2 separate regions of the Capsicum annuum genome follow, and region 1 is linked to region 2. The links are chromatin contacts, called in public Hi-C maps. All regions are on one chromosome and are shown on one strand. The core of a region is the stretch at or near the end of the contact, and the rest is flanking DNA. Distances in the headings are between cores, read along the strand shown.

Region 1 (6,746 bases), core at 601-3,100, 220 kb before region 2:
CCATGAAGCTAATGAGGCCTAATTAATGATTTTCAGATGCTAATATGAATTTAAAAGCTACCTAGAACCACGAACTCAATTCACAGTTTTCCAATTTCATTGGGAAAGTTATATATCGTGGTATGCACACCATAGACAAGCTATGTGAAATAACCTGCATCCTGTGGAAGTAAGGCAAGACGGTGTCTTAAAAGAGTTAAGCACAGAGGATATGCTATTGTAGTCTTCAAATTCTGTTAACCCGGATTTTGGCAGTGTACCTTATAAGAATCGGGCAAACATCGAGTATGTAGCTCTGCTTTTTGAGCTGGTCGAGGACATGTCTGTCAAGTTCTTCAGTTTCCTGTAATTTGAATTTGTCTTTTAAGTTGTGAAGTTCTTATAAACAGGATTGCGAGATAGATACATTTATTACATTATGAGATAGTATATCCTTTACTGAAGAGTAAAACAATGTTACCTAGGGAGGGGGTGTTGCATTTATATGGAGCGCCTGCTCTCTTGTAAGAAAAATATCCACCTAAAACTTCAAAGGCAGTAGAATGTGTGCAGTGCTTACGGGTCAACTGTTTTAATATTTGACTTGTGAAGTTTGTATTAGAGATAATTGAGTTCCTTAATTAAAACTTTAAACTTGAATGGTATGAAGATCTTCTATTGGAGATACTTGAGGTGCTCAATTTATTGTTAATGGGATTAAAGAGAAAGGATCGGAACAATTGACTTGAACTTCATGGATCTACATTCTTCTTAAGGGATGTTGTATCGGAACAATTGACTTGAAATTCATGGATCTACATTGCTCTTATTTTTTCTTGGTTGATTTGTATTCTTGTTTAATTTGCCCTTTATCCTTTGCTTTTCATATCTTGCTAACGCTTTGTGTATCCACTAAGTTAAACTGTTTATCTGTTGCAGTGAGACAGCACCTAATTTTCCAGGCATTACTATTGAAATTGTAATTCCTCAGATGTTGTTGAAGTATGTTTATGGAGAGGATTCTAGTAACCTTCGTGATATAACTAGGGTAGGTCAGTTTGATCGAACAAACTCTCTCTCTTCTTAGGGGTAAGGTAGTTAACATTTGTGTTTGGTTTCAGATTTCAGGTGCTAAGATAGTAATTCATGATCCTGTAGCTGGGGCTACAGAAGGCACTGCTGTTGTGTCTGGAACACCAGATCAAACGCGATTCGCTCAGACCCTTATTCATGCTTTCATCTTTGCTGAGCAGAACATGTAGACCTTACTTCTTTATCACAATCCTAGAAGGTCGCGAATGTGGTTTGTTTTTCTCATGCAATGCAGTTGACATGTGCCTGTGATGGTTAAATAAGTTCAAAATAGTTATTGGAACATGTAGGAAGAACAGAGTGTATGTGAGAAATATCGTTCTAGGTTCTAAAGGGAAAAAAGATCAACCAAGTGGTAAGAGAGAATGCAGCAGATATTCAGGAAGGAAAAAGTCATCAATGCCTGAGAATGCAGCAGATATTCAGGAAGGAAAAAGTCATCAATGCCTGTTTTTTCCATCATATTTTGATGTTGAAGTATTTTGCAGGCAAAAATCATGTAGTATATGTACATGTAAAAGCAACAAGCACATGAATTGGTCAGTTCATTTGATTCTTGTAGAAGCACCATCATGTGGGTCTGTAAGAAATACAATACAGCAGGTGGTATCGTTCTATTATTAGTTTCTAGTCCTAGTAATCCTTTTTCGGCTACATATACACGGAGTAAAATGTGTGAAATGGTCTTTACATGTAACATCTAAACTTCAAATTTCTCGCATTTTCCTATTTCATTTTCCTTAATCCACGGACCCCCTCCACACACACACACACAAAAAAAAAAAAAAAAAAAAAAAACCTTCCGTAAAAACCCAACCCCTACATGCCACATAGAGCAGAGAAATTGTTATAGGAGCATGTGATTTTGTCGTACAAAATCATTAATCCTAGGAATACACTCCCAAAGAGTTGCAACAATAAGTCTCACTATTTATTTCGAGATGGTGATACATGCTCAAGAAAGTCAAAAATCGATCCATTTTTAGTAAATATTCTCACATTTTTTTGGACTTCATGCTTTCATATTCTTTTAATTAAAAAAAGAAGTTTATATTTTATGCACCCAATTATCCTAAGTTATAAAAGTATCAAAAATGAGACTTGCTCCAAATAGAGTTATTATAGTAAACCTAAAGTTTATCTGAAAGCAAAGTTACTCAATTTCGGATGGTACCAAATAAATTTGACCATTTTCCTTTCTAGTTTTCAAGATCATTAGACTTGATTCCGAATGGTAGAACTAAAACCTGCAGCTTCCACCTTGACAAAGCACACAATTTCAAGAAAATCAAGTGTATAGCCTCAAATCAATTTAGATTTGAATCATTTAGTTTCATTATGTAAAAGACATGAATGATATATTTTCATTATTATTATCATTGTTGTTCTTCTTATTATATGTAATTAATATTTTGAAGTGTTCCAACAGATTTTTATGCACATAAAAAGGAGGAACAAACAAACGTCCAAAGAAGAAACATTACCAATAGTGGCACTTTAAAGAGAGGCAAATTCGGATGTTTCTTGGCTTGTAAACAATGAACGGTTTTGGAGAGAAAAAAAGCCAAAAAGGCAAGCAAAAAGGCAGTTAGAACAAACTAGTTAACTAAAGAAACAAGTGTATATTGATATTTAAGTACATTTTCCTTAAAGTGATCTACCTTCTGGGTGGCATATGTATTCTTGTTTTAGCAGTGAAGTTGGTTTGAAGCTGGTAGACTTGTTTTAACCTCATTTGTTGAGTTTGGTAAACAAAAAAGCCTTATGCATGTGGGTACTATATGGGAAACAAAGCAATAATATAATGTATTAGTCGCTTTCCTTCATAATTACTACTCCCTCCGTATCAATTTATGTGACACCTTTCAGATTTCGAGATCCAAACAAGCCTATCTTTGATCATAATCTTTTCATATATCGTTTAAATATTTTGAATTGTCAACTATCCCAACTTGTAGTATTTTTCACATAGTTTTCAAATATATAACAGTCAAACTTAAATTGCTTGACTATCAAAATCTAAATTGTGCCCATAAATTGGGACAAAAGGAGTACTATTTCATTAAGTGTGTTGAGACTTGAGAAAGGATTTCTCAAGAAAGAAAAGAGAAAAGATGGTGGGCATTGAGAATATCAAAGCTGCAAGAGAAATTCTCAAGTGTAGCATAGAAAAATCAAGAGAATTGGGAGTAGAAATTAGTAATAGGTGTTGGAGATTAGAGAGCTGTGAGCAAAGGCTTGATTTTTTAGCAGGTGCCCTTAGAAACTTAGCATGTAAATGCACATTATACAAGATGAGTGGTCATGATGTTGATAGGGTCATTGGTCCTGCTGCATCTGTTGTTAAGATATTTGATGTCATATGTGAACTTGAAAACTCTCTTTCAACTGATGATCCTTCTGATGATATATCAGCTTATGTTACAACACTAAAATGGATGGAAGAAGCACTCAGTTTACTCACCGATAACTGCAAACTAGTCGTTTCTTGGCTTGAAACCAGTAGTTTCAATTCCTCTGTTGCTGAAAGTTGGTATGTTGTGAATGTGAACAAGTGTTTGAGTATACTTAGAGAATTGCAGGCAACGGAGGAACATTTTCGTGCCAAAGGTGGGCCCTTGACGGTTGCGCTAGACAAGGTGGAGGTTGAATTGGCGTCCTTGTTGAAGGGCATAGCTCCATTGTCCTTGCCGTTGCCTGATGTTATCCAGAATGTGCAAGCCATTATTGATAGATTAGCTGCGAACCATCGACTTGACAGATGTATGTCTATCTACGTTGAGGTTCGGAGGTCAAACGTGAGAAAAGCTGTAGAGGAGCTCGATTTGGACTACCTGGAGGAGATATCATTCACAGAGTTTGACAGTGTTCTGAGTGTAGAGCCTCACATTGATCTATGGGCCAAACACTTGGAGTTTGCTGTGAAATATTTGTTGGACACAGAACACAGGCTTTGCATTGAAGTGTTCCGAAAAGCAGCATTTAAGGAAAGATGTATGGACTGTTTTGCAAAAATTGCTGTCCAATCTGGGATTCATTCTTTCATAAAATTTGGCAACACAATTACCAAAGGGAAGAAAGAAGCAATCAAGCTGTTGAAGCTATTGGAAATGTTTGCTGCTCTAAACAAACTACGCTCCAATTTCAACAGGCTTTTCAGTGGGAGAGCCTGTGGTGAAATCCAAACCCAAACAAGAGATCTGGTCAAGAGAGTTGTGAATGGGACTTGTGAAATATTTTGGGAACTTTCTCTTCAGGTGGAACTGCAGAGGCCAACTAGTCCTCCGGTGGATGGAAGTGTTCCGAGGCTAGTTAACTTTGTCACAGAGTATTGTAATCAGCTGCTTGAGGATGAATATTGGTCCACACTTGTCCAAGTTGTGGAGATACATCAAGGTTGGAACAACGAGAATTTCGGAAAGGAGCTTCTTGTAAATGAGATGCAAAACATAGTAACAGTAATTGGGCTCAATTTAGAGACTTGGACAAAGAGATACGAGGATGTCCCTCTTTCTTATTTCTTCTTGATGAATAACCATTGGTACTTGTTCAAGTACACGAGGGGAACAAAACTAGGTGAGATAATGGGACATGAATGGATTACAGGTCACGAGGAATACATGGAGTACTACGAGACACACTTTTTGAAAGAGAGCTGGGGAAAACTCCCGTCCCTTCTGAGTGAGGAAGGCCTAGTGTTGTTCCCAGGAGGGAGAGCCATTGATCGACAATTAGTTAAAAAGAGACTCAAGGAATTCACTGAGTCTTTCGACGAAATTTACAAGAAACAATCCAGTTGGGAATTGTGTGACAAGGGGCTAAGATGGAGGGTATGCCAAAATGTTTTGCATGTTGTCGTTCCTTCTTACATTAACTACCTGGAAAAATACATGCCATCCATTGAATTTGAGGTTGCTAGCACTACTGATCAGCACATAAAATACACAGCTAAGACCTTGGTAAATATGATTACTTGTCTATTTGAACCAAAAGTGGGAAACTATGGCAGTAGCACCAAATGCACAGAATTGAGTGGCAAGCTAAATAATAGCTTTGTTACTAATCAACTTTCCTCCACACCAGCAGCAGCATGAAAGGTGATTAGTTCATAGATAACTCCTCTTACATAAAGTCGATTAGTTTTCCAAACATAATCCTGAACAAGTAGGTTGTTAATTGTACATGGTTAATGCATACACCTGTCTTTTTAGGAGTATTATACTTCTCTAGGAAAAATTCTAAACTGACGATAAAGAGCTACATCCAAGAAAATCGTCATCAGTCAGTGGTATGTAATGTAAATAAGATTCTAAATCCTAATACCATGTTTTAATGGCTCAATTACATGTTGTGTGTTCTGTTCTTACACATCAGAAATTCGATTACTTTGATAAATACTTGTGTTGCATAGATATTAGTTGTGTAGTCGATTTACAAAGGTATTTGGTCTTTAGCACTGGAAAGTTGGTATCCCTTGTGCATTTGGGTTGGTAGTTCCAACCAACTTGACACCAGACCATAACAGTGTTTAAAATTTGAAAGGTAAAGTTTTAACTATAAACTTATGTTGCTCATGTCCACCAAAGCCGTCGCTGTACTCGTGTCAAATCCTTCAAAAGTGCAAGTCGTATCTAGAAGCGGGCTAGAAGATCGGATACTAGTTTTGTCCGAAATCAATAGCTTTTAGTTAAACAATGTTTTTGATTTAGAATTCAATTATTAGCTGGAATTCTGACTTTGTCTCTGGCTATATCCCAAACCACTAAATGAAGTTGAGCAGTAACGGTAGATTGCTAATATTAAATACAAAAAATCATGTCATATTTACGCAATAAGCATCAGTTATTTAACAAAAATAGAGTTAAATTACATCTCAGCCTTGAAATTTTAACCATCAAATATTTGAATTTTCTTCTACTATAGGAAGCTGTATATCCACTGCTTCTTTCCATGAGACGAACAAGAATGTTATTGCTATCTGAGTTGTTTGCACATCCACTAGATAACTTTGTTCTTGATTTTTACAAAAAATATGAACATCAAAGCACTGCGAGAGAACAAAGATCAATTTTTTGATACCATTATAGAGCATCGGTGCCATCTAAGCATCCACCTGGACCTAGGAGCCAGCTCACTGCCACGTGGACCGATCTCACCATGAGCATGACTCTTGGTGTTGGCGGGAAAGTTACTTAGCTTTTTACTATTCACGTTATTTCCATTTCCTTTTATCTTACTGATTTCTGAGTTTAGTAGTATAAGTAAGGAATTGTAAGCATTGTAAGGCATATAGTTGATGTTTATCTTCAATACAACTTTCTCAATTTCTCTCCTATTCTCTTCTTTTCTTAATATCCTCTGTTCTTCTCCTCTACTCAAACTTATATTTCTGCACTTTCTATCCTTGGTACCTTCATTTAGGTATCAATTGACATCAGATAGCCAGGTTGTTTACTAGTGAATTATGGGCCCTTGTAAGGATGCAAACTTTACAACTGATCTTCAGGAGCAATATGAAGATCTAGCAGCTCAGCAAAAATGATCTTTGTATAGTTATGGAGGAAAAACATATGGAGATGAAAGCGTAATTGGACAAGAGGCAAGCAGAATTACTTTGTATTGTGAATGCGCTCAAGGATTCAGTCGATGGTATTCACCTTTATCAATAAAGCAGA
Region 2 (6,706 bases), core at 2,353-4,852:
TTTATATAAAAATGCCACGTGTTCTTTTTTAATTGATTGAATGCCATGTTAGCAGTATGTGTATTACACACTATTTATAATTTTAGCTGATTGTAAAAAAGGTGTCAAAATGACATAGTTAATAGCTATTTGAGGTGCCAAAAGTGAACAACGTCCAGTTGAGGTGCCAAAGTGAAAGATCGTGCGAAGTTTAGGGTGTTGCTGATAGGTTTGGCCAACTAATTAATATATCTTCTATTAATAGTCAATCAGAACAAATGTATTGGAATCAAATCACAAACAATTATATAGTTACTAAGATTTATCTTATTGAACATCCAACCCATGAACTTTTCAATTTTTGGCTTCACTCCAACAACTGACCAGTTAAAAATTTGGGGAATGATGTTTCTATGACAGACAACTATCTTATTTTTAACTTCAGAGCAACATTCATACATCCATACATTCAATACAATAGGCATGCCTCCTAACCGGTATAGCTGTTTTCGATAAAAAAAATATTATCGTCATGCTGTCATCAGCTTCTCAAACGCATTTTTGCCCTGTGGAAATTGTTCATAACATCCATCCTTCACCATCAGAAAATCTACTCTTCCAACTGTTACATCATGTAATTGTGAAAACAAAAACATATGTACGAAATACAATATAGACATGTGCAAAGAATCTCAATTATTGTCAAAGTTTTCGTGTTAAAATGTTGAACCAACGTAAGTTTGCTTATTCTAGTTTTTGCCTTTGGGAAATACTTCTTTATTAGAGTGGATTTGGAGGAGTCAGGATATAGGCAATCCTTGATATTGCTGATACATTTAAGACCACTAATGAGAGAAAACTCAAAAATAGTAAACATAAGAGCAGTTCTCTTGACATATACATGAATTTCATTCGGATTATCCTGTTCTATCTCAAGCATTAGTAGCCAATTTGATATTTGACCTCAGAAGCTGCATTGAGGCATATTGAGAAATACACCAAAAAATGATTGGCGAAGTAGCTTAAGTACTTCTTCATTCAAATAATCTTTGATATCTTTTTCAAATTCATGATTGCATGAACTATCGATATGCAAAAGATAAGGTGGAACTTCTTTTATTCGGTATTTCATCCCCTGTAATCACAAAAATTGTATACCAATATTAGTTAAATATAAAATCAAACTTAATCATTGAAGGTGCAAACTGATGAAATTTTTTCATAAATAAGCCAGATATACTTAACTATATATACCTATTGTATGTATCTGATTTGCATTAACTTGAGTTATTCCACTCTTATACATAGCATAGTTATGTATCAAGAATGACATATCATCATGTATATGTAGGAAAATCATATACATAGGTATGCTATGCATCAAATTTAAAGACTTCATTTATATCAATCCTGCGTAGCATAGTTATGTATCATAAGTGAAATAACACCGAGCCTACAGAAAATCCCCAACCAAAATACATAACTATGACTAAAGTTACTGCAATTATGTTACATACAATAGTTATGTATATGGGTTAGAATAAAACCTAATAGATCTGACAATGTCATACATATACAAAACTCGCTATGTATCAGAGATCAAAAGCCAGACTCGTTTCACTATGTAATACATCAATATACATAACAATGTTATGTATAAGGGTTGAAATAACAACGTATCTTGAACGAGTACCTCCAACCCAAACATAGTCACGATATGTATCAGGGTTAAAGTAAGAACTGTTAATTTATAGCTATATATAAAAATTGATAAAAATAAACAGATTCAGACACAAAGCACTGTACCTTGGTGGAGACGGGGTCGTGATGTATCTTTGTTTTCTTTCTTAAATATTCACCGATGACTTTTTTTGAGCTTCTACGTTCATCTTTCCTCAACTTCTTCATCTTAGTGGGATTGTTGCGGTGTTTAGATCTGTCTTCTCTGAAATTGGGGTCCTCATTATCAAAAGCTCTAGGAACAAATCCAAAAACACGATTTATTTGTTCATTATCATCTAATTGAGTTAGTCCTAAACTAAATGACGGAGAATCCTCCATTACTAAGCGAGATTTAGTAAATAAAGCACATGTAACAAACTCTCTCGTCTATTTTTTATTGAGTAAAGTTGAAAAAATTAAAAATTTTTACTAACCTCCAAAACAAAATTGAAGAAGAATGTTAATGAAGTTTGTTAGTAAGTTGAAAGTTGATGTTGAGAAATTGGAGAAAAACACATTATAAATTTAAACTTGCAAACCGCTTGATTGAGGTTTCTTGATTATAGACACTTTTCGTGGGAGCATTAAGCTTAGGATTTGAGATGTTTGTAAAGAGAGGGATATTGTAATTGGTTTTGAGATTTGAGATGTTATGTTATAATAAAAAATTAGACTGTAGTTTTAAGTAATTTTTAGATAAATAAATCTTCTTCCTCATAAATCACATAGACAAGTTGAAGAATGACAAGAGGAGCTTTTGTAAATAGGTTAAACGTTCCAACATTTGCAACATAGATGGAGAGAGAAGGGAACGAACATGATATGAGACTTGAGAGAATTGAGTTCAATTTTTGGTTTAAATATGTTTAAATATGTAAGTGAGGGCATTTAAGAGAAAGAAAGAATGAGGGCATTTAGTTTGATGTGCAAGGTTAGCAAATTTCATTAATTAATTAGTATAGATATCATAAGTTTGATTAAAATTTTATTTTTGATTTTTACATTGTAAATTTTTTATTTTATTTTATAATTTATTATTATTATTATTATTATTATTATTATTATTATTATTTTACTACTAACTTCTTTATTTTAAAATTTTGTTGATGTTTGAAGAACTGTTTATTTTTATGGTGAACCTTTTTGTATATAGTGATTTAATTTCTGGAATAGTTTTTAAATTTATTTTGCTTGATGTTTTTAAGTATATTTAAATCATTCTATTAATTTTATCATCATTTAATATATTTTTGAATGTATTTATGTATATAAATAGTGATTGAAAATTTTGTAATATGTACATTTTAATTAAATAAAAATAAAAATTAAATTAAATATATTATAATAGATATTTAAAATTATTTCTCTATATACAATAATTTTAATAGTAAAAGCCTATTAATACATTTTCTTTGGTAGTAATCTCTCAAAAATATTTTTTAAAAAAAATTAACTAAACACAATTTATTTATACAAACACTTTTTAAATGAATTAGTCAAACATAAATTGCGTTTTCTTAGAAGCACTTTTCTATAAATTCATTTTAAAAAAGCGTTTCTCAAATAACCAATTTTCTTACAACATATATTATCTTTATTTTGAGATGATCTTTCATATTTGCTCTTAAATTCATATTCAAAAAAGTAGTTACACGTACCATTCAAAGAAGAATCATAGATTATATTTCCTATAACTCGTAATAAGCTCAAAACATGTGAAATAACAAATTATATGACACAAACATGCATAAGATATGAGCTAGTAACATAACACAAACATATAGGCTTTATTGCGTCAATAGCTATTGCAAAATTAATTATTCTTAATCTATGAAAACGACCTAAAATAAAATATTTTAGTTTATTCGAAGTTCTTTTAAAAAGAAAAAAATAATAATTTAAGTTTAACTGGACCTAAGTGGAATATTAGAAAGATCAAATCATACTTGACAAAAAAGTTGAGGTACTAAAAACCACAATTGAGCAATCCAAGTTAGAGGAATATACAAATACCCCTTTTGTTTTCCATAGGAAGAGCAATAATTGTGAAGGAAAGAAAGAGCGGCGGAGAAATGGCATCGAACGCAGCAGCACCATTTTGGAGGTCAGCTGGGATGACTTACATAACATACTCAAATCTCTGTGCTAATCTTGTCAGGAACTGCCTCAAGGAACCTTACAAGACGGAAGCTTTGAGCCGTGAGAAGGTCCATTATTCCATTTCTAAATGGGTTGATGGCAAACCTCAGAAACCCAGTAAGTATTCTTTGCTCTGTCTTTATCTTTTTTGAAATCACACATCGGTAAGTGATGATGAGACCGTGCACTCCTTGTAAGGCTCGGAAAATCCTCCCCCTTCTCGAGCTCGTTTTTGCGGTTTGGGCTAGGCTCAAAAACTGATTTGAGTGGGCCGCACGGTCCTGAGCAGTTGCGGGTGGAAATACCGTTAGCCCACCAGACTGGATCTGGGTGTGAGGGAGTGATGAATGGAATGAATCACACTTCAATAAGAGCAGGGGATCTAGAGTGTAGTGAGGGGGTTCGGGTAGACCCGTAGACTAAAAAATACACAATATATATATATATATATATATATATATATATATTGTATTTTTTTCAATTTTTTTTGTGTATATATAAATTTTGAATCTAATTTCACCTTGAGGTTTCAAGTTCAAATCTTAAGCACTATATTTTGGATTCGGCACTGGATAAGAGATGAGATCTTTGACTCTTTTTAAGGCTTGGACAATCCTAGTTCCTTTGCACGAGCTTTTGGGGTGTGTAAAATTGACATTTTGACATATTTTTTTATTAATAACGTGGTTGCTGTGTAAAATTGAGAGATCTTTCTGCTGATTCGTTTGTAAGATAGTATTCCCAAGGTGTGGCATAGAGGTCAATGAAGTAGTTGAGAACCATTAGCTCTCAGGTTCAAATTCCAGCGGAGACAAAACAATAGGTGATTTCTTCTTATATGTCCTAGTTTTGGTGGACAAAGTTACTTGGTACTTGTTGCTGGTGGGAGGTGGCAAGTATTCGTGGATTTAGTCGAGGTGCACAAGCTAGACACCACGATTATCCAAAAAAATGCTTATTTTGATTGGTAGCAGAGGGTGGAGTAATTATAAGTGGTAGATGGGATTTTATTGGCCTCTGTCTGTGTGCAGGTATGTTCGATTTGAGGTTCTTGTTGGTATTCTTAACTCTGCTAGGGTAGAGTTTTGAAGTTTTTTCTACATTCTTGCTCAGGTACATTTAATCTTTTTTTGTTTTTTTTGGGCTTTACGAAAGATAACTTTGGTGGTTTTGTGATATAACTCAAGGAGAACCACAACCCAAAAGCTAGCTATAGCTATTAAGGTGGGGGGAATCCAAGGTTATATCAGCCCTAGAGTAGCTCCCCATTCAACTAATGTTGGGTCAAATCCAATATCTTGCAATAGGATTATAACAAACCACCACAGTTCATCGATCGTCTTTGATGGCTCCACACTGAGTAGCTTCCACTCTACCACAAGTGGGTAGCTCTTTCCTAGGTACCTCTTTTCATCATCATGTGGCCCCAAACCCCACATGGTGTTTGGTTGGAACGAAGAGTGGTGGGTGGCTCTGATACCATTTATACAATCCAACGAAAACCACAACCCAAAAGCTAGCTATTAAGGTGGGTGAACTCAAGGTCTTATAAGCCCCAGTTAACCAATGTGGGACTCGAGGGCCCATACCTTGCAATAGGATCATGACATTTTGTATCTTTTAGACTACCTCCTTAGCATCAGTTAGATAATGCAATAGGTGTCCCTATTGCAGATCCGATAGTTACGTCGTTTATTTCTTGGTTGTGTTTGTGTTTTCAATCACTCTTCTATGTGGAAGTTGGACTATGACAAGAATTTCTTATAGGCGCTTTTAGCTTTTGATTTAAACGTTTGGAGACTTCCTAGTTTACCTTTTTATTGGTTAATCTGTCTTTTGGATTTTGCGAAGAGCGGTGATAGCATGTCACTGGGACACACTTTAATCTTGCCTTTGTTTCCACAAGGATACAGATAGACTCCTTTGTCATAATTAGAATCAAATGGATATCTTTGTCTTCATGTTGATATAGATCAATGCCGAATTTTCCCAAGTATCTGCCAGGACATAGATCATAGCTCTTAACCATCAATGATATTTATACTTTAATCCTTCAGCAATTGTGTACAACCAGTACCGTATTTCTGCCTCTCACTCTTTTACACTTAAATACCGGGTTGGCTATTTTTTATATGGCAAAGTTTGAACCAGTGACATGCGCCTAACCTACAACACCGCGCATTGCTCTTTTACCACTAGACCCAAGCTCCGTGGCAGTACCATTAACCTGTCTCAAAATGTTATTTCTGTTGGTTTCATATGATCTAATAAAGACATTATATTAATGAGCTTTGATGTTGTCATCTGAATTTTCTCGGCTAACTTTGTCAGTCTAAGCATGCTCAGATTGTCTGTACTAAGACTGGATAAGGTAGGAGAATTGCTGTAGGCTGGTAGCCGGTATAAAGCTAGCTACTTCATGATGAATCCTTATGATACAAAGAGATGAATTAACATGGGGAATGTGGTTAGCAAGGATTGGTATAGCTGATCTCTAGTTGTTTATGACTAAGGCGTAGTATTAGTAGTAATCGATGTCGAAAAATGTATTCTCAGGTTGTTGAACTGTCCACTTTTATTTTCATGTTCCCTCTTGTAAAAATCTTCACTGAAAAGCTGTGATGTGGAGTGTAGTCATCACAACTACACAAATATAGTCATATCTCAAAAGGTGACTATGTCCTTGTTTAGGGGGAAAAGGAACAAAGCTAGGTCATTATCTAATATATTTGTTCGGTATTAAACTCAAACATGAAGAGAACATGTTCAATGATTGACCTTTATTAGATTGCGACTCTTTTACTTCCTTGGCCACAATAATCATGCATACACTGTTTGACTAAGATGCAATTTTCCTTGACAACTT

What was found. A called contact is a pair of places that touch in the nucleus more often than the background predicts.
Region 1: a Hi-C map of leaf shows a contact between it and region 2, with 2.4 times the contacts expected there. The contact joins the promoter of LOC107849764 here to the promoter of LOC107851316 in region 2. A contact is called at or near these places in 3 of 5 Hi-C or Micro-C datasets (bud, leaf and placenta).

The regions. Positions count from the first base shown.
Region 1 is chr12:198,110,776-198,117,521 of UCD10Xv1.1, reverse strand. LOC107849764 (exocyst complex component EXO70A1-like) reads left to right here and starts at 1,850. Exons shown (of 1, transcript XM_016694327.2): 1 at 1,850-5,403. The coding sequence starts at 3,186. The coding sequence ends at 5,165. LOC107850391 (KH domain-containing protein HEN4) reads left to right here. Exons shown (of 11, transcript XR_007048283.1): 9 at 919-1,027; 10 at 1,101-1,434; 11 at 1,477-1,727.
Region 2 is chr12:197,888,021-197,894,726 of UCD10Xv1.1, reverse strand. LOC107851316 (ATP synthase subunit epsilon, mitochondrial) reads left to right here and starts at 3,602. Exons shown (of 2, transcript XM_016696273.2): 1 at 3,602-3,957. The coding sequence starts at 3,774.